Linked DNA regions of Sus scrofa: region 1 is linked to region 2. Evidence: chromatin contacts called from public HiChIP or PLAC-seq data. All regions are on one chromosome and are shown on one strand. Each heading gives the region's core, a stretch centred on a gene start, on an enhancer-like site or on the middle of the called end of the contact. The rest is flanking DNA. Distances are from core to core; before and after follow the strand shown. Region 1 holds the start of POLG (DNA polymerase subunit gamma-1). Region 2 holds the start of ABHD2 (monoacylglycerol lipase ABHD2).

Evidence for each region. HiChIP or PLAC-seq counts read pairs in DNA pulled down with a chosen protein or histone mark.
Region 1: an H3K27ac HiChIP or PLAC-seq map of alveolar macrophages shows a contact between it and region 2. The contact joins the promoter of POLG here to the promoter of ABHD2 in region 2. A contact is called at or near these places in 2 of 47 Hi-C or Micro-C datasets (liver and skeletal muscle) and 1 of 2 datasets of contacts at active chromatin or transcription factors (alveolar macrophages).

What each region holds. Positions count from the first base shown.
Region 1 is chr7:54,905,895-54,912,447 of Sscrofa11.1, forward strand. It overlaps POLG (DNA polymerase subunit gamma-1), which reads right to left and starts at 1,273. Exons shown (of 23, transcript XM_001927064.5): 1 at 801-1,273; 2 at 1-66. TRNAR-UCG (a tRNA gene) reads left to right here and starts at 1,199; the gene lies at 1,199-1,271.
Region 2 is chr7:54,651,373-54,657,249 of Sscrofa11.1, forward strand. ABHD2 (monoacylglycerol lipase ABHD2) reads left to right here and starts at 4,322. Exons shown (of 11, transcript XM_001925989.7): 1 at 4,322-4,539. It also overlaps LOC102161272.

The DNA of each region.
Region 1 (6,553 bases), core at 23-2,522, 250 kb after region 2:
CGTCCCGTCTCTCTTTTCCTGTCAGTGAAACGGTCCTGATCATGCCTGCCTTCCACCCAACAAATCCTAAAGGAGACAGACGACAGTGTTAACTTATGAAATGCCCAACACGTGCTACATTAACAACCATCGCTCTTAAGCACTTGCTGCGTCTCAGGCAGTGTGCCAGGCGCCTTTGGGTACATTTTCTCAGTTAATCATCAGACAACCTTGAGAAGGATCAGTATCCCTCCAGAGGAAAACTGGGGCTCACATGGGTTCACTGGGGAAGATGAAGGTTAGTGGCTAAGAGCGCAGACTCTGAACAGGTTTGAATCCCGGCTCCGGCTCCTAGGAGACCTATGACCTTGGGCAAGCTTCTTAGGCCCCGGTTCCCGACTCTTTGAAATGGGGTTATGAGTTCTACCAGCCATACAGACAGCTTTTCGGGTGACACAGGGCGACCAGGTCGGGCAGCCCAGCCCTGGGCAAATGCTCGGCTAACGGTGGCTGCCATTACCGTGACCGCCGCAGCCCGAGGCCCTAGCGCCTCTAGGAGCCAGCGCGCGGATTCGAACCCGTCCGGGGAGGCCGCCGTCCCGCGGGGTCCCCACCCACGCCCGGGCCGGGGCCCAGCGGGCCGAAGGAGCCCGGCAGGTGGCGTCGGCAGAGGCCCCCGGCGCTCCCGGCCGCCAGCCCGCCTGAGCCCGGCGGCAGCGCCGCGGTGCGCCCTGGGACGAGCCTCCGCCCAGCTCAAGGCCGCGCTCCCTTCGCCACCGCTCAGCGACCCGACCTCCCCTCAGCGCCGACCCTCCGGAAACCTCAGTCCACCCGGAGCTTCTCAGTCGGCGGCTGCCGACCCCAGGCCAGAGACGCGGCGTCTCCCCTCGCGCGGCCTTTGCAGCCTCGGCGTGGCCTGTGGCTTCCACCCGACCAGTCCGCCTCGCTGGCAGCCGCAACTTCCCGTCTGCGTCCCGCTCGGTCCCGCGGCTACCCCGAGAGGCAGGCGGGAGACTCCCAGTGCGACCAATAGGAGAGTCACAAATGGACCGGTCCGCCCGTGGGGGGGGAATAGGACTTCCGGGTGGGCTCTCCCTACGGAACTCTGGGAATCAAGGTCCAACCTCCCCCGCTCAAGAAGCAGGTGGGTTGGTCCCAGGCAAGACAGTAGGCGGTAAAAATATAGTTTAGGCTGTCCAAAGAGTAACAGCAAGCGGGCGGCCGCGTGGCCTAATGGATAAGGCGTCTGACTTCGGATCAGAAGATTGCAGGTTCGAGTCCTGCCGCGGTCGGAAGCTCAGCTACCCTTTTTGATTTGCACCTTCCTAGGTATTTAGCCAGGACCGCACGAGACGCTGTTACCAATTACTACAGTTCACTGACGTCTGGAAACACCCAGATCTGGGGAAGTACGGGTCCCCATCCACCACGCCCCGTACGTCGGTGCGAAATTGCTCCTCTGCGTGGGGAAGCCGCAGTACGGTTCTAACAGTCATCTGCCGTGCGTGTACCTCCACGAAGGTAAAGCTGGCGGGCATCCTAAGCCGAGGCACTGGTTTCAAATCATTAGATGTGTCGGAATGGTGGAAATTGGCACCTGAGGCAGACCCTTCCTCTCCCCGTCTGGGGCAATTCTGACGGTACAAACGCTACCTTTCACCGAACCGGAATCTGCAACCGGATATTAAGCCCTCGCCCCAGCGCGGGGAGCTGCCCTCCAGTCTTTGCGGTCTCCTGTCCGCGCATCCCGCTGATAAACTGTCAAGTACTACTCAGATTAAGCCCCATGTGAAAGGGAGAACCTGGATCCTGGAGACACAGCTACGAAGATTTGGAAAGTGAGGCTAAGAGCGATCTGAGACAGACCTGAGGACACACAGCTGATGAGGGTCAACACTGAGGCCTCACCGAAAGTCAGTCCCCACCTTCCAGCCCGTGCCTGTGCCAGGACACCAGGATCTGACAACGGCCTTCAGTATTTTTCAGCGGTGCGGTTTGGAGATACCCAGGAAAACACACTCCCCACCTGTCCTGCGGACACAACCCACCCAGAAAGGCAGAGAAAACCCCAGGAAAAGGTCTGTGAAGGCCTCACAGTAGCATTACTCTAGATCCTTCCGTAGACCACCAGGGAACTCCCTCCCTTTATTTTTAAGTATGAAATATTGTTTACACGTTGCAATTCATACATTTTTTTTTTTTTTTTTTTTTTTTTTTTTGCTTTTTAGGGCCACACCTGCAGCAAATGGATGGAAGTTCCCAGGCTAGGGATCTAATCGGAACTACAGCTGCCGGCCTACACCACAGCCACAGCAACGCGGAATCCCAGCCGCATCTGCCACCTACACCACAGCTCACAGGCAACGCCAGATCCTTAACCCGCTGAACGACATCAGGGACCAAACCCGCAACCTCATGGTTCCTAGTCGGATTCGTTTCCACTGCGCCACTACGGGAACTCCAAGATATATTTAATATACACAGAAAAGTACTTTTATTTGGTTCTTTCTCTTGGCAAAAATTACACTCAACTGAAAATTCAGCATTTTATAATCTGGGTTTTTCTTGTCGCTTAACCATGTTACCACTGATATTTTTTACAAAATGCCAAGACAAGGCTTAACTCAGGGAGTCCCTAAGTGGGGAAAACATTTTCATTATTTCCTCTAATCTTTTTCTGCGATTTAGCATTTCCTTCAATTATGAGGTTAGGTGAGCAGCCGCAGTAGGGTTAGCAGTACCCGAGACTTTGCCCCTGAGTGCAAACACAGATATTCCCATAAAACATTACAGTTGCTGCAGATTGTTCACGCTCATCTGTACTGCAAAACAGAAGTGTGTTAGGCTGCTCCTAGGCCTCCTTTTAAAATGAGTTAACCAAAAATTACATCACCTTTGTGTTCTTTCTAATGTTTCATTATCTTTGATTTCCTTTGTATGCATTTAAAAACATTGTTCTCAGGAGTTTGCATCGTGGTGTGGTGGAAACGAATCTTACTAGGAACCACGAGGTTGCGAATACAATCCATGAGCTGTGGTGTAGGTTGCAGACGCAGCTCAGATCTGGTGTTGCTGTGGCTGTGGCATAGGCTGGCAGCAACAGCTCCTCCAATTAGACCCCTAGCCTGGGAACTTCCATATGCTGTGGATGCGGCCCTAAAAAAAACCAAAAAAACCCCGTATTATTCTTAAGGAGTTTCCGTTGTGAGTGACTCAGCGGTAACAAACCTGACTATTATCCTTGAGGACTCAGGCTAGATCCCTGGCCCCACTCAGTGGGTTAAGGATCTGGAGTTGCCCCGAGCTGTGGTGTAGGTTGCAGATGAGGCTTGGATCCAGTGTTGCTGTGCTGTAGGCCCGCAGCTGCAGTTCCAATTAGACCCCTATCCAGATAAAGGGCAAAAACAAACAAACAAGGATTATTCTTAGAAGATGTCTATGGCTCAAAAAAGCTAGGTTCCCCTTGCCTAACTGAATGTCATTCCTGGGGACACTGTTGCTGGGCCTGCATGATATCTACTAGGAGAAGAGCCCCCCTCCCTCTAGGTTCAGTGCCAGGAAATACCCATTGACATGCCTGCCCCTCCCAGAAGGCTAATTCAGGCCAGTCTGGTACCCTAGCCCTGGAATTAGAATCTTTAGCAAGGGCAAAAGTGATAGACACTGGTACCTACTTTGAGAGGGTATCCAGAGGCATGAGCCATTCCTGCCCAGCTGCCTGCTGGTGGTACCTGAGAAGCCACATACATTTCCCTACAATTCCCTTGACCTCTCCTTCCACATAGCAAGAGACCAATTCACTAATACAATCCATGACCAATTCACTAGGAACCCCCTGTCCTAATCAAAACACTCTGTATTTTCTTGCAAAGCATGTACTTCAGTTGGAACAAAAGCTGACTTTTCGTTTATTTATTTTTATGGCCACAAAAAATTCTCCAGCAAGGGATTGAATCTGAGTCACAGCTGCGACCTACACTACAGGCTGCAGCAACCACCAGATCTTTTCATCCACTGCCCCGGGGATCGAACCTGTGCCTCTGCAGTGACCTGAGCTGCTACAGTCAAATTCTTAACCTACTGTGCCAAGGCGGGAACTCCAAAAGCAGATTTTTAAAAAATCTCCCCTTCTACTGCTGTCAATTCCTGGGAAGACAGACCTGTGTCTCACTGGAAGCTCTAGGGCCTGGCTGGAGCTTGGTAACAACCAGCACTTACTAGATGTCAGGTGCTGGCATCTAAACTAATGAATCCTGGAGTGCCTGTTGTGGCTCAGCAGTAATGAACTCGACTAGTATCCACAAAGATGTGGGTTCGATACCTGGCCTTGCTCAGTGGGTTAAGGATCCAGCACTGTCGTGAGCTGTGGTGTAGGTCACAGACACGCTTGGATCCCGTGTTGCTGTGGCTGTGGCTGTGGCTGTGGCTGTGGTGTAGGCCGGCAGCCATAGCTCTGATTCAATTCCTAGCCTGGGAACTTCCATATGCCGCACTTGCGGTGCTAAAAAAAAAATTAAATTAAATTTACATCTTAATTAATCCTCACATTGACCACAGGATAGAGACATTGTTATTATCCTCTTTCACTGATGAAGAAACTGAGGCACAGAATGGTGAAGGAGGGAAGCTGAAATCCTACAGCAGTAAGTAGTAGAGTGTCCCCAAGATGTGAACCCAGGGAGAACTGCTCTGGGGCAAGGATTTCAATAGCCCCATTAGACAGGAAACACCCATGACCCCTGAAAGCCGAGGACGCTGCTCCAAAGCCATGTGCCAGACATGGGCTGGTGCTAGAGATGCAGGCTGGTGCAGACTCTGCATCACCGCTGCTGACTCAGGGACTCTCTGGTCACAGCCTGCTCCTCCTGGGTCCCTCTGGTGAGCTCACCTCCTGACCATTTTCTGTCACATTTGCCAAGCCCAGCTTCAGCAGTTTCTGCCTAGGAGAGAAAATATCACTGCTCTGCCTTTATCAAAAGCTACCACTGCCAAATGAACCCAGCTAAATGCTTTAGAGTGCCGTCTCCTTTAATCTGCTCAATAACGCCTTCAGTACTCTTGGTACATGGGTACTATTTTTATTCCTTTTTTTGGGGGGGGGGCGTCTTTTTAGGCCCACACCCAAGGCATATGGAGGTTCCCAGGCCAGGGGTCAAATCAGAGTTGTAGCTGCTGGTTTACGTCACAGCCACAGCAACGTGGTGTCCGAGCCACATCTGCAACCTACACCACAGCTCACAGCAACTCCAAATCCTCAGCTGACTGATTGAGACCAGAGATCGAACCCACGTCCTCATGGATGCAAGTCTGGTTCATTACTGCTGAGCCACGATGGAAATTCCTATTATTCCATTTTGCAGAGGATAAAAGAAAGTCTCTGTTAACAAGTATGAGGTTGGCTCACTCAAAAATCACACAGCAAGTCCAGGGCCTGGATTAGGACCCAAACATCGTATGATTTCAAACCCACCAGCCATTTCTGCAAGACCATTAAACACCCCACAGGGGAGAAAGCCAGTTTGAGGAGACAGAAAACCAACCCTGATCCCGGGTTTGCTACTGGTCCACATAAGATCCCAGGTCACACTAATAGCTGCCCCTCTGATATTTGTCAGAAAACAACATTCAAGTTTACTAATATTTGTCATGAGACTTCCTCCTTTGTGCTTGACCAGTGGGACCCCCCCCCCAAGGGAGCTGAACAAGAGGAACAGGAAGAAGAAGGGGAAGTCTTGTAACCAAATAGTATTTACTTTGCAGATCATAAATCTCCTCATCCGTAAAATGGGGCAGTTAAAGCACCAACACCATGGAGTTGCTCTGAGGGTCAAATGACTTCACCGTGTAGGAGTTCCTATCGTGGCTCAGTGGTGAGGAACCTGACTAGTATCCGTGAGGACTCGGGTTCAATCCCTGGCATCACTCAGTGGCTTAAGGATTCAGTGTTGCTGTGAACTGTGGTGTAGGTCACAGATGTGGCTCAGATCCAGTGTTGCCGTGGCTTGTAGTGTAGTTGGCAGCTCCAATTAGACCCCCAGACTGGGAACTTCCATATGCTGCAGATGTGGGCCCTAAAAGACCAAAGGAAAAAAAATTCTCTGTGTAAAGCACTGAGAACGGTAATTGGCCCAGAGCAACCACTCACAAAATAGCAGGTGTGATAATTCTTATGTCAGCACCTCCATAAAAGCTGTGCCTGTGCTACACCTCTAGGGTGTTTGTCCCTGAAATAACCAGACCTGCGCTACTGGGCTTCAGAAGGTAGAAGGCAACAATCTCTTTTGAGCTGTTTCTAGCACAAACACGTGAAAAGGGGGGGAGCGCATTTGGGGTCAGCTTCTGCCATTCCAGGTCTCGGTCTACACATAGGGGATCAAACTGGGATGTGTGTGCAATTCGGGAGGAGAGGCATAACCTATTTTCAAAATACGCTTCATAATTCAGAAGGATAATGGTTTATGTCAGGCTCATGTCATCTGAGGGGAAAGAAGGAATAGATGGAAGTGCAAATCATTTTGAGATGAGAAGCTTCCTACCTGGAAGAGACAGTGCCCCGTCCCATTTGTGTGTCCCT
Region 2 (5,877 bases), core at 3,072-5,571:
TCCTAACAACAAAAAAAAGGCTAAACCCTTAAATTTCCTCATAGTTTGTCCTCATGGAACTATTGCATGTGGGGAACATAGAACTTCCCAACAAACTTCATCTCTGTTATCAAGCAGAAGCTAGCCAGGAAGCCGGGCCCTGGGGCATTCTGAACTCACTGCCCACTGCATGCACAGGGAGCACTGTGTGTGACAATTAAGCGATAATTTTGGATTCCTCAGAGCCTGAGCTATCTGGGGCCTTAGGAGAATTTCAGGAACACCCAGGCTGCAACTTTTTGCGCTCTTCACTCACCCACAAACTTTCCCATCTCCCTCAGAGTGATTATGTCAATGAGGTCTTTACTCAGTCCTCCAAACCCTCTCTGCTAAGGATATTCCAAAGGAAACGTTTCTCTCACCAGGTGGTAGATATATGACTCTTAAAAAAAAAAAAAATCCTGCAACTGTTGGGGTGATGGGTAAATGAGAACTTTCTGTACTTTCTGTCCAGTTTTGCTGTGACTCTAAAACCATTTTAAAAAATGAAGTCTATATAAAAGCAAATCCCGAATCCCGTGACCACTACTTCTGAGGGACAGAACTTAGAAGATGAGTTAGCACTTTGAGAAACAATCTTTTTTTTTGTCTTTTCTAGGGCCGCACCCGAGGCATATGGAAGTTCCCAGGTTAGGGGTCGAATTGGAGCAGTAGCCTCTGGCCTACGCCACAGCCACAGCAACTGCGGGATCCGAGCCACATCTGTGACCTACACCACAGCTCACAGCAATGCCAGATCCTTAACCCACTGAGTGAGACCAGGGATCAAACCCAAAACCTCATGGCTCCTAGTCGGATTCGTTAACCACTGAGCCATGATGGGAACTCCAAGAAACATCCTTAAATGATCTATAACAGCTACAAACAAAACATTTAAGAGCTGAAATATATGGCAGGCACCATTTGATGCACTTAACATCTATAAACCATCTGCTCTTCCCAGCACCCCATGAGGAAAGCACAATTTACTGTCACCTAAATTTTATGGAAGTGGGGCACAGAGAGGCACGGTTTATGCCCAAGGTCACAAAGCTAGGAGAGGCAGAGTCAGGATTCAAGCCTCAGCAGCAGAGAAGCCAAAGCCCATTGCTGTCGATCATCCATTAAGGATAATGACAATGACAGAATAATGAAAATGACAAACTGAGTGAATCACTGATTTGCTAGAAGAAAATAAATAGAGCCCACGATCTGCTCTGACCTCTGCTGCCTGATGCCTCTCTGAGGACCCCAAGGAATTTCCCAGATCCTGCTGAGAAAACCCAGGTGATCTTAGAGCCAGTTCCTCTTCAGTAAAGTGATTAAACTTTAGTCATTTCAGAATGTGGGTGGGTGCATGCCCTCTTGCTGGTTCTCTTTTTTTTTTTAATTTTTTTGTCCCGTAGCATATGGAGGTTCCCAGGCTAGGGGTCCAATCAGAGCTATAGCTGCCAGCCTACACCGCAGCCACAACAACTTGGAATCTGAGCCACATCTGTGACCTACACCACAGCTCACAGCAACACCATCCGGATCCTTAACCCACTGAGCGAGGCCAGGGATCAAACCCACAACCTCATGGTTCCCAGTCAGATTTGTTTCCACTGTGCCATGACAGGAACTCTTTGCTGGTTCTCTTTTATAACAAGGCACTCTCATGCTCTCAGAAATGTACTTCATAGCCAAGTCCAAACCACTGGTTATCCCAGACCAAGCCTCACCAAATCTTCCATCCCGACAGGTGACTAAACTTGAAGGCAAAAATGAGTCCATTCTGTCTCCTAAATGGCCTCCCACAGAACCACTATATTGAATGAAATAACATAATTCAACAGAATACAGCAAGAGCCAAAGCAAAGAAGAGGAAACAGAAACCAGAGACCAATAAGAAAGTAGTTCTAGGAGTTCCTGTTGTGACGCAGCAGAAATGAAACCAACCAGTATCTGTGAGGGTGCAGGTTCGATCCCTGGCCCTGCTCAGTTGGTTAAGGATCTGATGTTGCCATGAGCTGTGGTGTAGGTCGCAGATGGAGCTCAAATCCTGCATTGCTGTGGCTGTGGTATAGGCTGGCAGTTGCAGCTCCAATTCGACCCCTAGCGTGGGAACCTCCATATGCCATGGATGAGGTCCTAAAAAAAAAAAAAAAGAAAGAAAAGAAAAAAGCAGTTCTATGTTGCAAAGAGTAACGGATCATTATTTAAACCAGCCAGAGCTGGGAAGGAGATATACATGGCCTTCCCCTCTTTCTTCTCTGTCTAGGCTCATTCTATGCCTCTTTTTGAGCCTTAGTGACACAACTGTGTTCTAGAATTCCTGAACCTGATGAGCATCCCTTCCTGGAACTCTTGGCTAAAGCTGTGTTCCTGACATGGATGGAAAATTCCATTTGCACAATGATAAGCCATCTGCACCCTACTCCCCAGAGCCACTTTTTGTGGCTCTGAATCCAGCTGGAGAAATCTTTTTGGATCTCGGGAGCCACATCAGGTTTTTCAGGGCCTAACAAGACATCTCAGTCTCCTTTAGCAAACATGAGCAGGAGCAAACCTGTTTCCCTAGCAGGAGTGCAGACATAGAGATGGCCACCGAGCAGTACTATTCAAAGACACAAGAACTGGAAAACCATGGAGCAGAACCAAGTGTGTGGGGGTATGCGAGCACGCGCGCGCGCGCACACACACACACACACACACACACACACACACACACACACACAAAGTGGCAACAGATCCAAAGCTCTTTTCTGGAAGCCCCAATTTTTTTTAACACAAAGAGTCAGAACGACAGGAGTCCCTCACTATAACCCTCTGTTCAGGTTTTTCTTTCCCCAAACGGAAGAGAATATAGAGGAATAAATAAATGCTGAAATAAAACTTTTTGTTTTAAGTAACGTGACAACTGAATGAAAAACAAAGCAGAGGATTCTTTCTCCTTCTTCCCTCGAGAGCACCATGGTATGGGTTCTCTCAAAGGTAGGCCCAAAGGAGCTGGGAAATAGCCTTGAGAGGCTATTTCCATTCATATTCTAGGACTTCCATAGCTTCGGAATGGGGAATGGGCTTCAGGAGTTCCTGACAGATTTTATGCAGTGGTTTCTGGTGCAGTGCTGATCAGCCTTCCAAAGGATATGTGGTCTCACTCCACGAAACTTGAGCCACTGGACACATGGTTGGGTGAACAGGAAAAAGGAAGCTCCATTTTTCAAAATCCTGAAATATGTTGAAAAAATTAACATGAATGCAAATACCACTTTCCTTCTCTGGCTAAAATCACAACTCCCATCTCATTCCTTGCTCTCTCTCTTCCAGCCCTACTGTGCCTTGGCAGGGTAGCCCTCTCTGCCCTTAAGCATTTGCTTTTCAAGCTAGTCAAGTGTTCTCTTCTTGGTAAAAGCACATGCCATTGCAAAAGCAGTTTCAGACTCATAGAATTTTAGAATTGGACTTAGTTCCACAAACCAATGGGTAAGTGGATGGGGAACCAGTCTTGATTGAACGCCTACTGAGTGCCAGGCACTGTTAGTGTTTACCAGAATTATTTAAACTTCTCATTAACTACTGTTGTTACTCCCAGTTGCCAAATGAAAAATAATCAGGATGCATGCAGAAAAATTAAATGACTTGCTCAGGGCCATGCAACCTGTACACACCAAGAGGGATTCCAACTCTAAGATCTGCTTCCGAAGGCTACGTTCTTCCAGGCTGCTTTCAACTGAGCAAGGGTCATCTTAAGAGCTGAAAGGACAGTGGGACAATGACTGAGGTCCACCCTGCCTGCCACGTCCCCATCATCCTTCCCTAGCTGGCAGAGGCCAGAGGCTGCTGCCTTCACATCCTTTCTTCTCCTTATGGCTTGGTGACTCACTAACTTCCCTCCTCTCTCCTGGGACACGAGCCCCAAATCTTGCCACCAGTGTCCTGAACTACAGGTGAGTCCAGCAGTCGACCTGGAGCCTTCAAGCCCGGCAGCTGAGCTACCAGCCAGCCTCCCTCCTCCCAGCCCCAGAAGACGTCTGACCTTACCCAGCCCCCCAAACCAGCTGCGGTCACAAATGCCTCCCTCTCGGTACCCCGCCTCCATCAACATCAACCACTACCCAGCTTTCCGCGCTCTTATCTTTGCCCTGCCCACTCCAGGCTGGCTTTATCCTATAGCGTCTTGACCCACTGGCTAAAGACGTCAAGAATAACCAATTGTCGTGGAGCTCTCGGCTGAGGGCTCCGCCTCCACTCTGAGGAGTAGGTCCCCTGACCAATGGGCTACCCTCTGGATGTAAAAAGCCCTCGGGGCTCATAGAGCAGAAGCCGGGCGGCCCAATGAACGGGCTAGTTTCCGTGGTTAGGGGCGTGGTAGAAGCGGTCGTCAGGGGCGGGGCGGCAGTTGCTTGGGCGGGGCCGGTAGCGGCGGGAGCTGCACTGGCCAGGGGTTCCGGCTGCATTTCCATGAGCGCCGGCGGCAGCGGCGGAGCTGCGGAGACTGGACTGAGGGCGAGCTGGGCCGCTGTAGTCAACCGCGCTCAGGTAAAGCCACGGTCGAGCTAGCTCCGCTAAGCCGCGATCGAGCCCCGGATCAGTTGGGCTAAACCCCTGAGCCCCGCGGTCCTGTCGTGGCTCGGCCCATCGCGCCGTTGCCTGCGGCTCGGGATCCTCGGGGGCCTGTCACCTGGCGCCTCGGGGGTCCCCAGGGCCGTCGGGGAGGGAAGCAGCCTGGATCACATTGGGTGGGGTACGCCTTCCTGAAAGCTCTTTGTCCCCTCTCGCCTCGGGCACAGAGGCTGGGGACATTCCCGACTGCGGCCTCCCTGCCAGCCATTCCTGCATCCGTGCGCACCCTTGGGACCTCTGGGGTCTGAGGCAGGGGTCTTGGTGAAGGAGATATGGGACCCGCGCCTATAGGGAGAGGGCCGGGGGCCTAATTACAAACCCGGAATACCGGAGGGCCCTCTGTGTTTCTGGGCTCAAGAGGCGCACCCAGGACTGATAGGTTCAAGTTGGGAGGTAGCTTTTGACCCACTTGGAGGCGCACTTAGGGAGCTCGGCCCTGCGCCCGGCACCTTTCTAGGCTCTTCGTGATCTTTCCCCACAGTGAGAGCTGTCCAGCAGCAGGCCCTGCTAGGCGAGGCAGTCACCATCTCGACCTTGGAAGTGACCAGGCAGAGGCCAAGTGACAGCCACCTGTCAGGGATGCTTAGAAAGGACTCGAAAGGGAAGACTGCATGACCCACCTGTAAGGCCCTTCTCCACTCACAGAGGCACTCTGGGTGACCTTTAATGCCTACCTTGAGAAGAGTACTGCTGGGGGTCCATTAGTTTGAAAGTGGATGTTGTGTGGTCTCAACTCTCAAGAGTCTGTGCTAGCAAAGAGAATGGACCCTGCCAAGTAGCTTATTTAGCCATCATGAAACTCCTTAATTTGAACTACGTGGGCTGCCTCTAATCATCTTCCTAATTCCTCTCTCTTGGTTGCTCCACCTCCAGTGTGTTAGTTTGACTTGCATTCCAGTAACCAGATCCAAAGGCAGGCTCCAAGATCAGACTCAGGAGAGTTGCCGGGGTGGGGGTGGGAGACTGTAGGTTTGGCAGAGTTAATGTGATCTGGCCCCGAGCTTTTTAGAGTCCAAAAGAGAAGCCATCCAGTAGCCCCCTTTCACTGCCCCCTGTCATTTGCCTGAATAGAGTAGAATAATAATCTTCTGAAGGTCAGGAGGCAGAAGCAGAACCTTAGCACAACATTTTATCTGTTTTAGGATGAATTAACCTTTGAGTAACCAGTTAGAAAGCAAGCCAGTCCAAATCCTGATCGCCAACATGGACTGGTGGCATTTTCGAGCTGAAGCTACCTTAGATAGAACTCACCTA